Linked DNA regions of Salmo salar: region 1 is linked to region 2. A link is a contact called in public Hi-C data. All regions are on one chromosome and are shown on one strand. The core of a region is the stretch at or near the end of the contact, and the rest is flanking DNA. Distances in the headings are between cores, read along the strand shown. Region 1 overlaps stk10 (serine/threonine kinase 10). Region 2 holds the start of stk10 (serine/threonine kinase 10).

The links. A called contact is a pair of places that touch in the nucleus more often than the background predicts.
Region 1: a Hi-C map of gill shows a contact between it and region 2, with 6 times the contacts expected there. The contact joins the enhancer-like site here to the promoter of stk10 in region 2. A contact is called at or near these places in 3 of 3 Hi-C or Micro-C datasets (blood, gill and muscle).

The regions. Positions count from the first base shown.
Region 1 is chrssa04:75,406,543-75,413,582 of Ssal_v3.1, forward strand. stk10 (serine/threonine kinase 10) reads left to right here. Exons shown (of 19, transcript XM_014198029.2): 10 at 3,153-3,283; 11 at 4,306-4,429; 12 at 6,353-6,532; 13 at 6,802-6,894; 14 at 6,990-7,040. Among protein-coding and RNA genes, the nearest start is that of stk10, 46 kb to the left of the region's middle. Within about 2 kb of position 3,914, at least 4 of the 13 cell types and tissues checked have an H3K27ac peak or open chromatin away from gene starts, as enhancers often do. A contact at or near this core is called in gill, where this site is marked.
Region 2 is chrssa04:75,358,250-75,366,091 of Ssal_v3.1, forward strand. It overlaps stk10 (serine/threonine kinase 10), which reads left to right and starts at 5,613. Exons shown (of 19, transcript XM_014198029.2): 1 at 5,613-6,225. The coding sequence starts at 6,067. LOC106603842 (cytokine like 1) reads left to right here and starts at 3,713. Exons shown (of 4, transcript XM_014198028.2): 1 at 3,713-3,871; 2 at 3,946-3,990; 3 at 4,179-4,325; 4 at 4,754-5,053. The coding sequence starts at 3,722. The coding sequence ends at 4,822.

The sequences.
Region 1 (7,040 bases), core at 2,664-5,163, 47 kb after region 2:
CTCTTTTACCAAAAAGTCTATGACTTTTTAACTTTTGTATGATTATTTCCACGGCTAGGCTCCAGTGGCTTACTGAGCTATGGCCTTGGCGTACGTGCTCTGACTTGGGGCGAGACCGCTGGGACTTCCCTGGGCGGCACTTTACATAACAATGGCTACCTGTGGACATGGTTAACACATTCCACGGTTAACACCTGAGTATGCAGAGGCTGTTGAGTTCTCATTAACATAATCACTGGAAACACTAGTGAGTAAGCTTCAGTTTTGTTATGTTACTTTATTCAAGATCTGGAGATAATTAGCCTTAGGGAAGCTTTAGTTATACTTTCACATGTTTGGCATTCTTCATCAAGATGAAACTGGTTAAACCTGAACTTCTAAAGAGAAAAAAAATGACTATTTCAAAGATGCTATGATGGAGTAGAGCAGGGATGGGCAACTGGCTGTCTCCTTTTGATGCCCCTCGGGTCAATTTTAGGAACTCAGTCGAGGTCTCAACTTACTTGTTGCGAGTCAGAATAGTAGAATTTTGAAATTTGGTTGTGCATCAACAGTTTTTCGCTTTTTATGTCAGTCCCTGATAGTCACATGCCAGTATTTTTTGATTGCTAAGTTAGTTAAAGGCCAGCTATCTAAACTTGTTCTCATGGTCAACTTATCGGCCAGGGGGCCCATTTTGATTTAGTAAGTCAGTGTCACTCAGATATCATATTAAAAATTGGAAACATTTCTCTCCACTCTATGGCAAAATGTGTAGAATTGCAGGAAGTGAGTTGTGCTCATTTTGCTCTCTGCCCCATGTCCTTTTAAAGTCACCAGAAGTGACCTTACCACAGTCATTCTATAAAAAAAATCTCACCAGGGTGCCCTGTCCATATTCAAATAGAAATGTGCGTTATAGATCTGTCATTCTCATTCAAAGGAAGTCAAAGAAATGATAGATCTGTTCTATGTGCACTATTTCTATGCTTCTCATTAAGTTTCGTTTTTGCATCTTTTACTTTCGGTTTTGTACACCAGCTTCAAACTGCTGAAAATAATATTTTTGGTTATGTAAAATATATTTCACAGCGGTTTACATGGTACAATGATTCTCTACACTATACTTGTTTTGTTACATAACCTGAAATTAAGCGAACTATTAGAATTTTAGCAACCAGAAAATGGAGTAGCGATTTCTGCATAGTGCAGCTTTAAAGCAGAAATCAGCATTTGAAACAATAATGAAGCGTCCTGCCTACGCTTTCTGGGTAAAAAGCTGAGGGATGGGGCTCACTGACAGAGCTATGGATGCAAGGACTGATCATCCATGATATCAACATTATAGTTTTAACCATGTTTTGAGGCTACAGTGTTTGTTTAAATGTACTTTCTTTAAACAAGCTTATATTTTTGGTTCTGATGGGGCATGACAGCTGAACTAAGCTCATGAAGCATTTCTAAGTTATATTCTTCAAGAATCAATGGGTACATATCATTCATTGATAAGTCCACAAATGGATGTAGCAACTGCAGATTGCCCCTTTTTTAAACTATCCATAACCTGAATTCATCCATTTTGGATCTTGTCAAGCAGTGGAACTCCACTGACTTCAAGCTGATATTTTTAAGTAAAAAAAAACAAAACAGCTGCATTTCTAGCAAAAAAGGCTCTGAGATTGAATCAAACTACTGTTCTCTGGGAAATGGACACATCCATCCTTTAATGCCAAGTCTGTTTGATCTAATGTGACTCCATTTTCCATTCATTATGACCAATGGCTTTATTCAGCATTCAGAATTGTGGATGTCGTTTCTATGCGGCCGTTGTTGCCGGGGAGTTTCTGGTTGTTTATGGACTGGCCATCACTGGAGTTCTATTCATTGTTCACAGGGGAGTTTCTGGTTGTTTATGGACTGGCCATCACTGGAGTTCTATTCATTGTTCACAGGGGAGTTTCTGGTTGTTTATGGACTGGCCATCACTGGAGTTCTATTCATTGTTCACAGGGGAGTTTCTGGTTGTTTATGGACTGGCCATCACTGGAGTTCTATTCATTGTTGGACTTGTGTTCCGTTTGTGATATGTCTTTTCTCCACACTGGGCTAAATTAATGGGATTTTTGTGTTATCCCCAGTAACAGTAAGTGTGAGGTTGTGTTCAGGAGAGATGGGCAGGTCAGGAGGACCAGGGGTTTATGAATGGAGATGTATGAGAGATCACAGGGAGGGAGGCTATAGCCAAAATGAGAGGCCCCAGCTGAGCTGCTGCTGCTGGTACAGACCCCTGGGCCCTCTGAGAACACTGGATGTGTGCTCACTTGTTCACGTACATACGCACAGTATGTACACACACACACAGTGTCTCTGTCAAAGGTTTAGAATGGCTACAGCAGGACATGTTTACTTCTCTGGTGAGAGATGTAGAGAACAGAGTTTGTTCAGCTGGCCCTATACACTTTCATTTTTCATCAATAGGATGATTATTATTTCCACTAAGAATTTTGAAAGGTAGCCGTGTCACCCAGGGTCGTGCTACTCTTCCTGGGGAGAGTCAGGAGTAGGTCTGACCCAGTAAGAACCAGTGTGGAGCCTGTCTATCTTTGTACTGTATTGGGGGTTGACAGAGCTCTGTTGTCAGAGAGAATTTCACTTCCTGCTTGGCTCTCCCTCCCTGTGCAGCAGAGCAGTGTGATTATAGAGGAACATGCCCAGCAGGATCACATAGTCTTACACAAGTACTGCTCTTTCCTGTCAACTGGCAGGCAGGCTGTACAGTGTTCTCCATTCACCACCTTCTCCTTTAAAGACACTAGTGTGGTGTTCTCATGTTTCAAGGAAAGGAAACAAAACATGAAGCGGACTATATTTCCTGATTTAAAAATGGTCTTAACGGTGTAAACAACACTGCTGCAGTCAGTCACCCAATTGTGACACTAAACACACAAAGCCTCACTCTATATAGTAGCCTCTTTAATCACTCTCTACCTCTACCTCCATCTCTCCGTCTCTCTCATTTTCAAGGGGCTTTATTGCAAGTCTCTCTCATTTTCAAGGGGCTTTATTGCAAACAATAAAAAGTGAACAGTAAATATTACACTCGCACACATTTCAAATGTCTGTATACAGTGTTGTAACGATGTGCAAAAAGTTAAAGTACTCCCTCCCCCCAGGACTCTCGCTTCTCCAATAAGACATTGAAGCGCACCAGGAAGTTTGTCATCGACGGCGTGCAGGTCAGTGTGACCACATCCAAGATCATCAGTGACGATGAGAAGAAAGATGAAGAGATGAGGTTTCTCAGGCAAGTCTCACTGCTTCCTGGTAAACCCTTCTTGTTTTCTCCCTGAATCAAGGTCAGGAAAAAGGGCCGGGTCTACTCCGTCTCTCTGTATAAAACAGGATCTCTGGTACACTGAGTTGTTGAGAGCCTGGGCCGTGTTCGGATGTCCCTAAAGTAAACAGACTATTTTGGGCATCCTGGTCTGCTCTTTTCCCTTTGAGATCAGTGCACAAATACACAAGAGGAGCTTTGTGACAGCAACAAGTGGCTAGACGTCATCAGAAAAGAATTCAGCTGAAAAATTGCAAATGTCAATAGATGAGACAATGGCCACAGATCAGTGTGAGTCGTGTGAACAACATGGCATGGAACATTCTATATTCCTTAGTGATAGGGATTTATCACAATCCTTCCTTAACAGTGATAATATATTTAATTTACTAGTAAACACAATGTGTACCAGTCACTGTTTTTTTATGGGACAAATATTTCACTATTTCACATGACTATTATGACACCCTAAATCCCCCCAATCGACAACATAGTTAATCTGGAAATGAAGAGGTTCACAATCAGAGTTCACAGTGTCCTGAACAGTCATTGTGCCTGATTTGAAGACCTTGAGCCAGTAGCCTAGTGTTCTCACTGCTATCTAGTGGTGATAATGTGACACTACACCCTGTGTTGGTTCATCAGTTCAATCTATGGTTCAGACACTGTCACTCACACACTTAGATTCCTCTCATCTCTAAGCTCTCTGTTGTCATGGAGGGAGCAAGGCTATTGCCTGAACTCTCCTCTTATCTCATGGAGACAATATATTCTGTCTTCTAATATGAAAGAAGCTTTTGTGTCATGGTGCTTATAACTGATTCAGTCTACAATGTTGTGACCGACTGTTTATTTGATCTTTGATGCATTATTTGCCTCCAAGTCTTTTTAGGCAATGTCATATCTCCCAGTGTTTTTACTGTCAAAGTACGTGAAGGTCAAGACCTATGACAGTAAGAATATTTGAACTGTGTGTGTGTGTGCCCGCGCAGGCGTCAGGAGCTGCGGGACCTGCGTCTGCTGCAGAAGGAGGAGCACCGTGCTCAGGCCTTACTCAACACCAAGCTGGACGCTCAAAGAGAGCAAATGCAGCGACGCTTCGACCAGGAGATGAACGTAGGTCTACACATACCACACACACACACACACACACACACACACCCCTGATTTAGTGTTTGCACTGATAGAAGTCTCTGACACACACCATGGTCTTCCTTTACCTCCCACCACTAATGGAAGAAATCCCAGAATTCCTCCTTCCTCCATCCACACCAACACAATGATATTAGCTCTCTTACTCTGTTTATTTTGAGGGACTCCCTGAGTTCACACTAACACCCACACACTACTATCACATCAACCCGTCCCTGTCGTGCCAACGTCCCCCCCCCGCCTTGTCGTGCCAACGTCCCCCCCCGCCTTGTCGTGCCAACGTCCCCCCACTTCCCCGCCTGGTCGTGCCAACGTCCCGCCTGGTCGTGCCAACGTCCCGCCTGGTCGTGCCAACGTCCCGCCCGGTCGTGCCAACGTCCCGCCTGGTCGTGCCAACGTCCCGACCGGTCGTGCCAACGTCCCGCCCGGTCGTGCCAACGTCCCGCCCGGTCGTGCCAACGTCCCGACCGGTCGTGCCAACGTCCCCGCCTTGTCGTGCCAACGTCCCCGCCCGGTCGTGGCAACGTCCCCGTCCCGTTGTCGTCGCTAACGTCCCCGACCGGTCGTGCCAACGTCCCGCCCTGGTCGTGCCAACGTCCCCCCACTTCCCCGCCAGGTCGTGCCAATGTCCCGCCTTGTCGTGCCAACGTCCCGCCTTGTCGTGCCAACGTCCCGCCTTCCCCGCCTTGTCGTGGCAACGTCGTCCCCCCCTTCCCCGCCTTGTCGTGGCAACGTCGTCCCCCCTTCCCCGCCTGGTCGTGGCAACGTCCCCGCTCCCCCCCGCCTTGTCGTGGCAACGTCCCTCTTCCCCGCCTGGTCGTGCCAACGTCCCCCCCGTCTTGTCGTGCCAACGTCCCCCCCCCTTCCCGCCTTGTCGTGCCAACGTCCCCCCCACTTCCCCGCCTGGTCGTGCCAACGTCCCCCCCCCCACTTCCCCGCCTGGTCGTGCCAACGTCCCCCCACTTCCCCGCCTGGTCGTGCCAACGTCCCCCCTTCCCCGCCTTGTCGTGCCAACGTCCCCCCCTTCCCCGCCTTGTCGTGCCAACGTCCCCCCCCCCTTCCCCGCCTTGTCGTGCCAACGTCCCCCCCCCCTTCCCCGCCTTGTCGTGCCAACGTCCCCCCTCCCCCGCCTTGTCGTGCCAACGTCTCCCCCCCCCCGCCTTGTCGTGGCAACGTCCCCCCCCCCGCCTTGTCGTGGCAACGTCCCCCCCCTGCGGCGTCTCCTTCCCCCGCCTGGTCGTGCCAACGTTCCCCCCTTCCCCGCCTGGTCGCGTGCTAACGTCCCCCCTTCCCCGCCTGGTCGTGCCAACGTCGCCCCCTTCCCCGCCTGGTCGTGCCAACGTCCCCCCCCCGCCTTGTCGTGGCAACGTCGCCCCCCCCGCCTTGTCGTGGCAACGTCCCCCCCCGCCTTGTCGTGGCAACGTCCCCCCCCCGCCTTGTCGTGGCAACGTCCCCCCCCGCCTTGTCGTGGCAACGTCCCCCCCCCCACCTTGTCGTGGCAACGTCCCCCCCCTGCCGCGTCGTGTCAATCTCCCGTTGGATAGCTGTCTAACGGAATCCTTTTTCTCCATCCCCCCTCGCCAAGAGAAATATAAGACGAAGAAAACCTTTGTCATGTCTGTCAATTAACAAATAAATAACACCCACGTAAGAATAATAATAAGAATACTTTTTTATTATTAAATGTGGGATATTATCTCTGATACCCTTTTTTCACATTTTACAAATTATATAAAAATAAAATGTACATTTTTCCACAGTAACCTCTCCGCTCTAACTCCTTCCAGCCCATCTGGATGACCAGGATCATGGCTACTTATGATATAAATATGGTGATGGGTTTATTTCATGGTGAACGTGTTCAATTACTTTCTCTGCTCCTCCCAGGTGAAGAAGAAGTACTATGACACGGAGCTGGAGACCCTGGAGAAGCACCAGAAGCAGACCATCGAGAAGATGGAGACGGACCACACCGTGAGGCTCAGGGACGAGACCAAACGCATCCGCTCCGAACAGGACCACGACTACACCAAGTTCCAGGAGCAGATGAAGCACAAGAAGAAGGAGGTGAGAGGAGGGAGCGAGAGAGAATATGTGTGTGTGTACACGTTTAACTATACTTAAACCAACTCAAATTCAGAAAAGTGAGGATCTCACTTGTAAAATGGCGCTGTCTGGCTTAGGGGTTGGAATCAATTGTTGCTCCCCAAAAAGTCCTTACGTGTGTGTGTGTGTGTGTGTGTGTGTGTGTATCAAGCGTCTGGGTGATTAGTTTAAAAATGAAGGAGGTATTGTTATTAATATTAAGTCCATGGATTTTACAATCATTTTTCCAGGTGAAGAATGAGGTTGAGAAGCTCCCCAGAAAGACCCGGAAAGACGCCATGAAACAGAGAATGAACAGCTTTACACAGATGAAGCAAACGGAGGTAAACACAAGCTGCTTTCTCTTTCCCTCGAACACTGACCTCTATATCCAGTTCAAATGCTAACGTCTCATCACGTCCTGTTTCCTGTGCTTCAGGAGCAGAACTTCCTGTTGGACCAGAAGAACCACCTGGACACAACGCTAAAG
Region 2 (7,842 bases), core at 4,363-6,862:
CTGCTCTGCCTAATGACATCATTGTGAAACATTTCCATTAGAATTTCATTTCTTTCTTATGAACATTTTATCAACTAGTCTTTGAGATATTAGGCTACTAGGGTTCTTACTATGCGTTTTGGTGTATTGAAAAATACTCTGATGTCCGTCTTTTATTTTTCTGCCATTTTTCTACCTGGCTGGCTGGCTGGCTACACACACAGTGTGTAGGTTATTTACAGTAGGAGATGGGCTTCTATCATCTTCAATCATTCTATATGGGCTTCGATCTAAAAGGTAGCTAGCAAATGTGAAACGGATTAAAATGACAAAAGTTGACAGCTGTATGAGTTCACCATTTACAAAACATATGCTGCAACCTTTTGTAATTTTAATAGTTTGTTTCATATTGGCTGGCTTCCAACAATAGCTGAATTTGCAAAGCTAGCGAGCACCAATTCAGTTTCAGTGGTGTTTGCTATAATCTTTGCTACCCGGGTTAAATAAAGGTGAAATAAAATAAATAAATAAAAGTTCCCTTGCGACAATTTAGCTTTTGCAACGAGACCATTAAATATATTTAAGAATGGTAGAAGAGAGTGTAGTTCTGTTCAGTTTGGACTTCAGTTTATCGCTAACCTTATCACAGGGACTTTGAAGCACTAACTTGCATCATCTGCATGCTGATTCCATCTTTGATGACGCCACATAAATGGAATAGGTACTAGCTAGCTTAATAGTTAATATTTGCGCGCTAGCTCTGCATATTCAGCTAGTGTGTGTGTGCGCGATTGACTGGATGAACCTCACGGCAGTTACGTAGCAAGCTAAGGAACTGGCAGTGGATCAAACCATTGTGAGGCAAAGGGCGGGGGGGTCGCAATCTTTTGAAACTTAAAAACGCGCTATTAAGTGTCTATAATCAGCACAATTGCTTTCATTGCGTATTATTAATATTATTTAAATTACATAGTTATGTTTCAGTGATATATTGGGGGGGACAAATCATATTTTTCCCAGGATGGGGGGGTCATGTCCCCCCGTCCCCCCCGGGATTTCCGCCCCTGCTCAGTGCTTTCTGTGGTGGTGGGGCAGCCAGCGGAATATACGGAGCGTAGGGGTTGGTAATGCTCTCTAGTTGCACTGTGATTGGCTCAGTGTTCTGTCACTCATGGGGACACTACGTCGCCACAAAATGTACGGGTAGAGATAGAAAATTCAAGGCCCTTGGGTGCAACCATAAACTTACATTAGGGCTCCCGAGTGGTGCAGCGGTTTAAGGCACTGCATCTCAGTGCTAGAGGTGTCACTACAGACCCTGGTTTGATTCCAGGCTGTATCACAACCAGCCGTGATTGGGAGTCCCATAGGGTGGCACACAATTGGCCCAGCGTCATTAGGGTTTGACCGGGGTAGGTCATCATTGTAAATAAGAATTTGTTCCTGACTTGCCTAGTTAAATAAAGGTTAAATAAATAAATAAACAGAAGTGCCCATCCAAGAAGGCTTAAGGTCATTGGCCACAGATAAAATGACCTAAAATCACCTTATATCTACCTTAGCTTTTATGGGCTGATCATGTCAACATCATACTTTCAAAATATTAGCTAGCAAGCTAGACATGCAGTCATCGTCATGCATCAAGTCGGCAATCTACAGGAAAATCCTTTTCAATCCATGTCATATGAAGAGAAATGATAGATAAACGTATCGGTGCTCATCGGCCATTGGACGTAAACATTACACAACAAGTTGGAAATCCCAAATTGCTGGCATGCATCTACATTATAATTTTTTTGTTTGTTTGCCCCACCAAGATTTACATGTTATAATCACCACTGCTCAGGCAACTGGCACTCATCAAAATCAGACCAGATCACCATTAAATAGTTGGCACATCAGAAATAATATTTTTGATTAGATGAATTATGATGCCCTATCATGCCACACCTGCTGTTTATCGGTATTCACTGTGCTGTTTTTTGGTATTCACTGTGCTGTTTATTGGTATTCACTGTGCTGTTTATCAGTATTCACCCGTGGGCACTGTTACAAAACTGTAAGTAGTCTGTAGTTAATTTAATTTTTTTTACATATAAGTCTTGGTTTTTCATTTCATAGAGATAATCAAATTAGCTTTAAAAAATGGAGGGATAGAAGGAAGGAGTCCTCCCTTGCAGTGCTGATAGCCATTTTGATGGGTGTGATCCTTAAAAGAGCCTCCCTAGCTACAGAGGATTCCCTGGAAGTGGAGTCATACACAGAGGTAGTGTGTGAAATTAGCCCCACCTAGTGGATAGCGCTCTCAAAAATATAATTCAATTAACCCATGACAGCTAGTCCTTATCGTGTATGGACAGCTATGTTCATTTTTGCATACTGTTCTCAATGCTTTCACAATGATAACATTAGCATAATATTATATAGCTATACACCTACATAGGCCTATAGTTACCCCCACACAATGAGTTTGAGACTGTTGTTCTTGGAAACTTCCCTTTCCTTTGTATAACATTGCTCAATATGCAAATAAAAGATGACTAGGGAACATACATTGTTCTTCTCAGAATTCCTGCATCAACATACTGACATGTTTAATTCATTTGTATGGGAATATTCATTTAGTATGGATGTCATCCAAAAGATTCAGCTTGTAATAGCTGGACAATCTCTCCAAAAAATGTATCCTAAAGGAATGTCATTTAGGAAAACCATACTTCATTTGGTGTCAGATTTGTCCAATGTTTTATTTTGTTTGGGGTGAAGCCTGATAGGCTCCAATCAAAGTGCATGAATTGAGTAAACTGAAGGGAAGAGGAAATGTAGCCAAAGTAAAACCATCGTGTGCGTTTCGGCCACCATCAGGTTATAAAATTCCAGAGTGAAAATGTAAGATCATTTTATACATTTTAAAATGGGTTCAGGGACCAATCATAATGGCTATACAAAATAAAAATTATGTGATTGGTAAATATTGTTGTGACGTTAATCAAACACCTAGCGACCGTATCAAGGGGTTCAGACCTCCTGGCATAACAGGTAACGTGTTGGCTTAACAGTTGCTGGACCTGGGTTTGAAACTCCTTGAATACGCTACACAGGTGTCAGAAGTGGGATAGTGCTCGTGAGGCCATTGGAGAGGTGTGTACATATGAGGCACTTGGTATGGAAAAGCGTGGGGACACACTCTCCTGAAGAAAGGGGTTTGGTCAACACCTAGCAACCTCATCAAGGGGTTTGGACCTCTTGGCGTGACGGTTAAGGTGTTGGCTTGAAAGTCGCTGGACCTTGGTTCAAGTCCCAGTCAGGGATAGCATCCACCGCTTTTTCACCATTCTGTTCTGGAATTACTGTGTTTACTTTAGTATAATGGTCACCGTCCTCCTCAACATCACCACAGAATTACACATACAGTAAACAATAAGTACACATTTTTTCCTTTCCCCTAAGCAGGCATGCTACTCCTAAAGCCAGGAGGTAGAACCACATAACATTAACAAAGACTTCGGTGAGTAATGATTTAAGCAACTTTATTGTTCAATTGTGTGTGTGTGTGTGTGTGTGTAATCTCCCCCCTTCAACACAAATTAGAGCAGAGAATCTAACAACAACAACAACAACAACAAAGGAAACCAAAAACATTCTAGTGTGTAATTGTCTTAAGATAGTAACATATCATTAGAGGATTCCTACCTGGTTATATAAAGGCCCTCCTTGTGTGTTTCACTGTGAACTATCAGCTATGGCCATTTTAGGACACACACTACTAGCACTTTCACTGGTAGCACTGGTCCTATGCTACCCTAACCCACCGACATGCTACACTAAGGTGTTGAGTATGGCTCGAGACCTCACCCATCAGGCAGCGATGATCAAGATGGAACCTGAAACTGTAAGTCACTTACCATAGAGGGACTGAGCACTGATTGCAGTGGAGTATGCCTAATTTCTCTCTGTGTTTCCCAGAGGCGTTGCATGGCGCACATCCCACATCTCTACCTAGATGTACATGTAAGTATGACTATGGCATTGTGGAAAGTATTGTTGCAGTTTTCACTGTGTACTTTTGAGATCACTATTGTCTCTGTTTCATTAAATACATTTCCCTGATGTTGAGATTGCCGAAAAGTTAACTGATTTCTACTCCTGATCATTGTTGGTCTGCAACATAAGAACAGAAATGATATTCATCTTGACAGAACGCTTGCATCATACCGAAGATGAGGCAGTACGTGTTTCTGGTGGACGGCTTGCGTGAAATGCGCTGTGCTTACACCAGGAAAGTGCGCGTGGTGGGTCTCGCGGTCAGGCAACTGCACATGATCATGTCCCAGAGGTGTCACGGGGTAAGAGAGCGACGACTAGCATTCACAGACAGACTAGCCCTTGATCTAGGCTCCCTGTCATTCAGACTCCATGAAACAGAATGGGGAAACAGAGGAGAACCATAACAAAGCTCAGTAATAACACATAAAGATAGTACTATTATGGGTCAAAATAGTGAGCATCCTGATACAAATGATTGAAAGTACATTCTGTTCTCTGGGATTTTTTGCCATTCTACTGTATTTGGTCAAGGAAATGCATAAAGTTAAATGACCTTTCAGAAAATCAATACTCTCATATCCTCTGAAATGACATAATAGTTGTATGCTCTTTGTTAAGTCACTTTCCTCATGTTGCGTCATAGTCCTTGCACTGAATACTGGGTTTTTGTATTTACTGGTGCATTTTAGGGCACTGGCACTCACACGCCTCATATCTCTGTGTTTAGGAGCTGGTGTTCACCACTGATGACTGTAGAGCCTTGGACCGCCCGCCGATGAGCTGGAGCCGGAAATGACAATGCCACTGTTTGATGGGAGGGAGAGAGAGGGAGAGAGAGAGAGGGAGAGAAAGAGGGAGAGAAAGAGGAAGAGAGAGAGATAGTTGGTTATTACTGTGTACAATGCAAAACCCTGCAATGGGGAATTCAAACAGATTTAATGACATTGTACGTTTTCTTTGACAAATTACTTTGCAAAAAAGTACCTTAGCCTACAAATAAAAGTACATTGACGACATGTTTATGTTACATTGATGTGCTTGGCTGCTTGCTATCTATGAAAGCCTGGGTTTGAGTTGAAGCCTAAATGTTGTGCTTGTTTGTTTCTTCCTGGGCTGAAATTATTTTAATAAGACATCCTAATATGATACACTGTATGATCCATCATCCATCGTTCCAGATGTGATATGACTTCACAAAACGTAACTTTCTGGACGGCAGAATTAGTTTATTTCATCAAATATAAAATAGCCTTGCGAATTATAGTGTAAAAACGACCAAAGGGACCACATAATGGCAAGACCCAGAAGACCACAACAGACGGTATGTGCTGCTGATGTACCAGTACTATGATTAAATGCCACCTAGTGGCGCTTGTGGGCTGTAGAGTGCACCAAAATATATCCTTGTCTGCGTTTAAAAAGGCAAACCAATAAGATCAGCTCCAAAAAAAGATCTCGCTCTGAAAAAAGATCTGATGTGAAAATATCTGATGTGATTGGTCAAAAGATCAATTAGTGGGAAAAATATAATAATTGGGCTTGCTGTGTAAACTGTGTCCTAACTTCGATCACCTGTCAGTGGCCACATGCAATGGGTGGTAACTGAAAAACTTCACGCCTATATATCTAAACTGGGACGTGAAGTTCTTCCAACTACATATTTCGTGCGTAAACATAACGGATGTGGACATAGAAAACGACATTTACATTACGGCCGCGGGAGCGACAGGGTGGGGCTTGTCTTTTTACATCGAAGCAACAATTTATCCTCGGTAACTCTGCTGCAGCAGGTGGTCACCGTGTGGAAGTGGACAATCACTGTGAATGAATATGGAATATGAAGTTGTTTTATGACAACGCGTGGACTGATATGAACTGAAGGCTTATTGTCTTACTTGAAAGGTGTGAAAAATGTTGGGTGCGTGCTTCTAGAGATCAGGTCGTTTTTTTGTACGAATACTTCTTTGGTTGAACACGATTGAGTGAGTCTCAAAATAATTGCTTTCTTCAGAAACTTTTATTACATTTTGCGGTGAAACTATGGCTTTTGCTAAATTGAGCCAAATACTTCGCTTGTCTTCTTTTGACATAAAAAAGAAGGCAAAGCAATATGAACACGTTCATCGAGACATCAATCCTAATGACCAATGGGAAATTATCGGAGAATTGGGTGATGGAGCGTTTGGAAAAGTTTACAAGGTAAGCATTCTGGGTTTGTTTCAATAAGCTATTATGTTTATAAAACCATATAATTTTGTATGACTTCAAAGAGGTGATCATGGGCACGTTGTTGCGCACTGAGGGTAGGCGCCACTCCATTTCAGTTGAATCTGCTAGCCCATAGGCGGCACGTCCCCGGTCATCAAACTTAACATTTTTTAATTTGTATTTATAATAAAATAAAATAAATGTTGCTTGTAATATTACTAGCCACCTAGCAATTTTATGAAGTTAGCTCAGATAGTTCCCAATCTCCTAACCTCCTAACTAGATACCAAGAAGTCATTTCAGGCTATCAATCAAGTTAGACTAGCAACATTCTCCAATCTATGGTCAGGCTTAGCCCCCCTCTGGTCCACCCCCAAGCCATCCTCACATACTTTGTGCCCCCTCGGATTTGTGGGGTGCATGACTCCCCTGATAGTACCTCTGCCTATTTGTCAGCCTATAAATTATTTGTAGGCAACACACAATTATATGAAAACAGATGTGCTGTGCTGGCAATTATGGCATTTTTCTTGTTTGGGCTGTCAAAACCAGTTCACTCATGTATCCATCTCAAACAACGTGGTTTATCAATCTCAGGGGAAAAAGTGTATATGCAAATATAGGAGTAGACTTACGCAATTTCAGAGACTTTCATCTGCCTTTGAAATGCATACTACCAGCAACATTCTGTGCCCTAATTCTGAATGACATTTTAAAATGACTTTATTCTGCTCTTTCTGTAGCCATGTCAACCCATTTTGAAGTATTTAGTTAATCTGAGTGAGCAAATTAGCATGATCCACAGCGTATCATAAATACCAATGCTTGTGACATCAGATTTATTCATGTTGCCACTTGGACCAGATGTTTCCATGTCAGCAAATTAAGTTATTTGATTGTTTTAGTTTTTTTCCCTACAGTATTAAATTGGCCCATCACCAAATGATGCATTCTGACCTGCTTACTTACAGGTCTTACTAGTTCCTATGAACTAGGTGATTTGTTAGTTTCCTGTTGGTGTACACTTGCCATCGTCGCTTTCTGATATGAAGACCACTAGCTGTGAAGGCAGTGCTACAAGTAGCTTACTCAGTTTTCTGATGTGAACAAGTGTCATGTGGGTTTTCGTTATCATCAAGAGTAAGAGATGGTTACTTAGCACACCCTGAACGTTTGGACTGGCAGAAGGAGAAATGTCTTGAATACATGAACATTTCACAAAGTGCTGAGGGACACACAGTAGGGAGTTCCTGGATTTGCACAGTTCAATGCACATTTAACCTGTCACCTCTCATCACTAACTTCATAATCATTTTGATGCTAGACTACAACTTGAATGATAATATTTGAATGTTCTTTTGTGCTGATTATTTTCACTACTTGTGAACTTTGAGAGAGATTACTTTCTTTTGATGGGCAGCACACTCTGATCTAATGAGTTGCCTCTGCGCATAAAAACAACATCCTCTCTGGGCAGCTTTAAAAAAAACTGTTTGTCTTCTGTGCCAATATGAATGTACCATACAATGTAACTGCAATGATGAGATGGAGGTCCTTCTTTGTTTTTATGTTTATTATCTCGCTGTCATACTGTGTTTAACCCTGTTC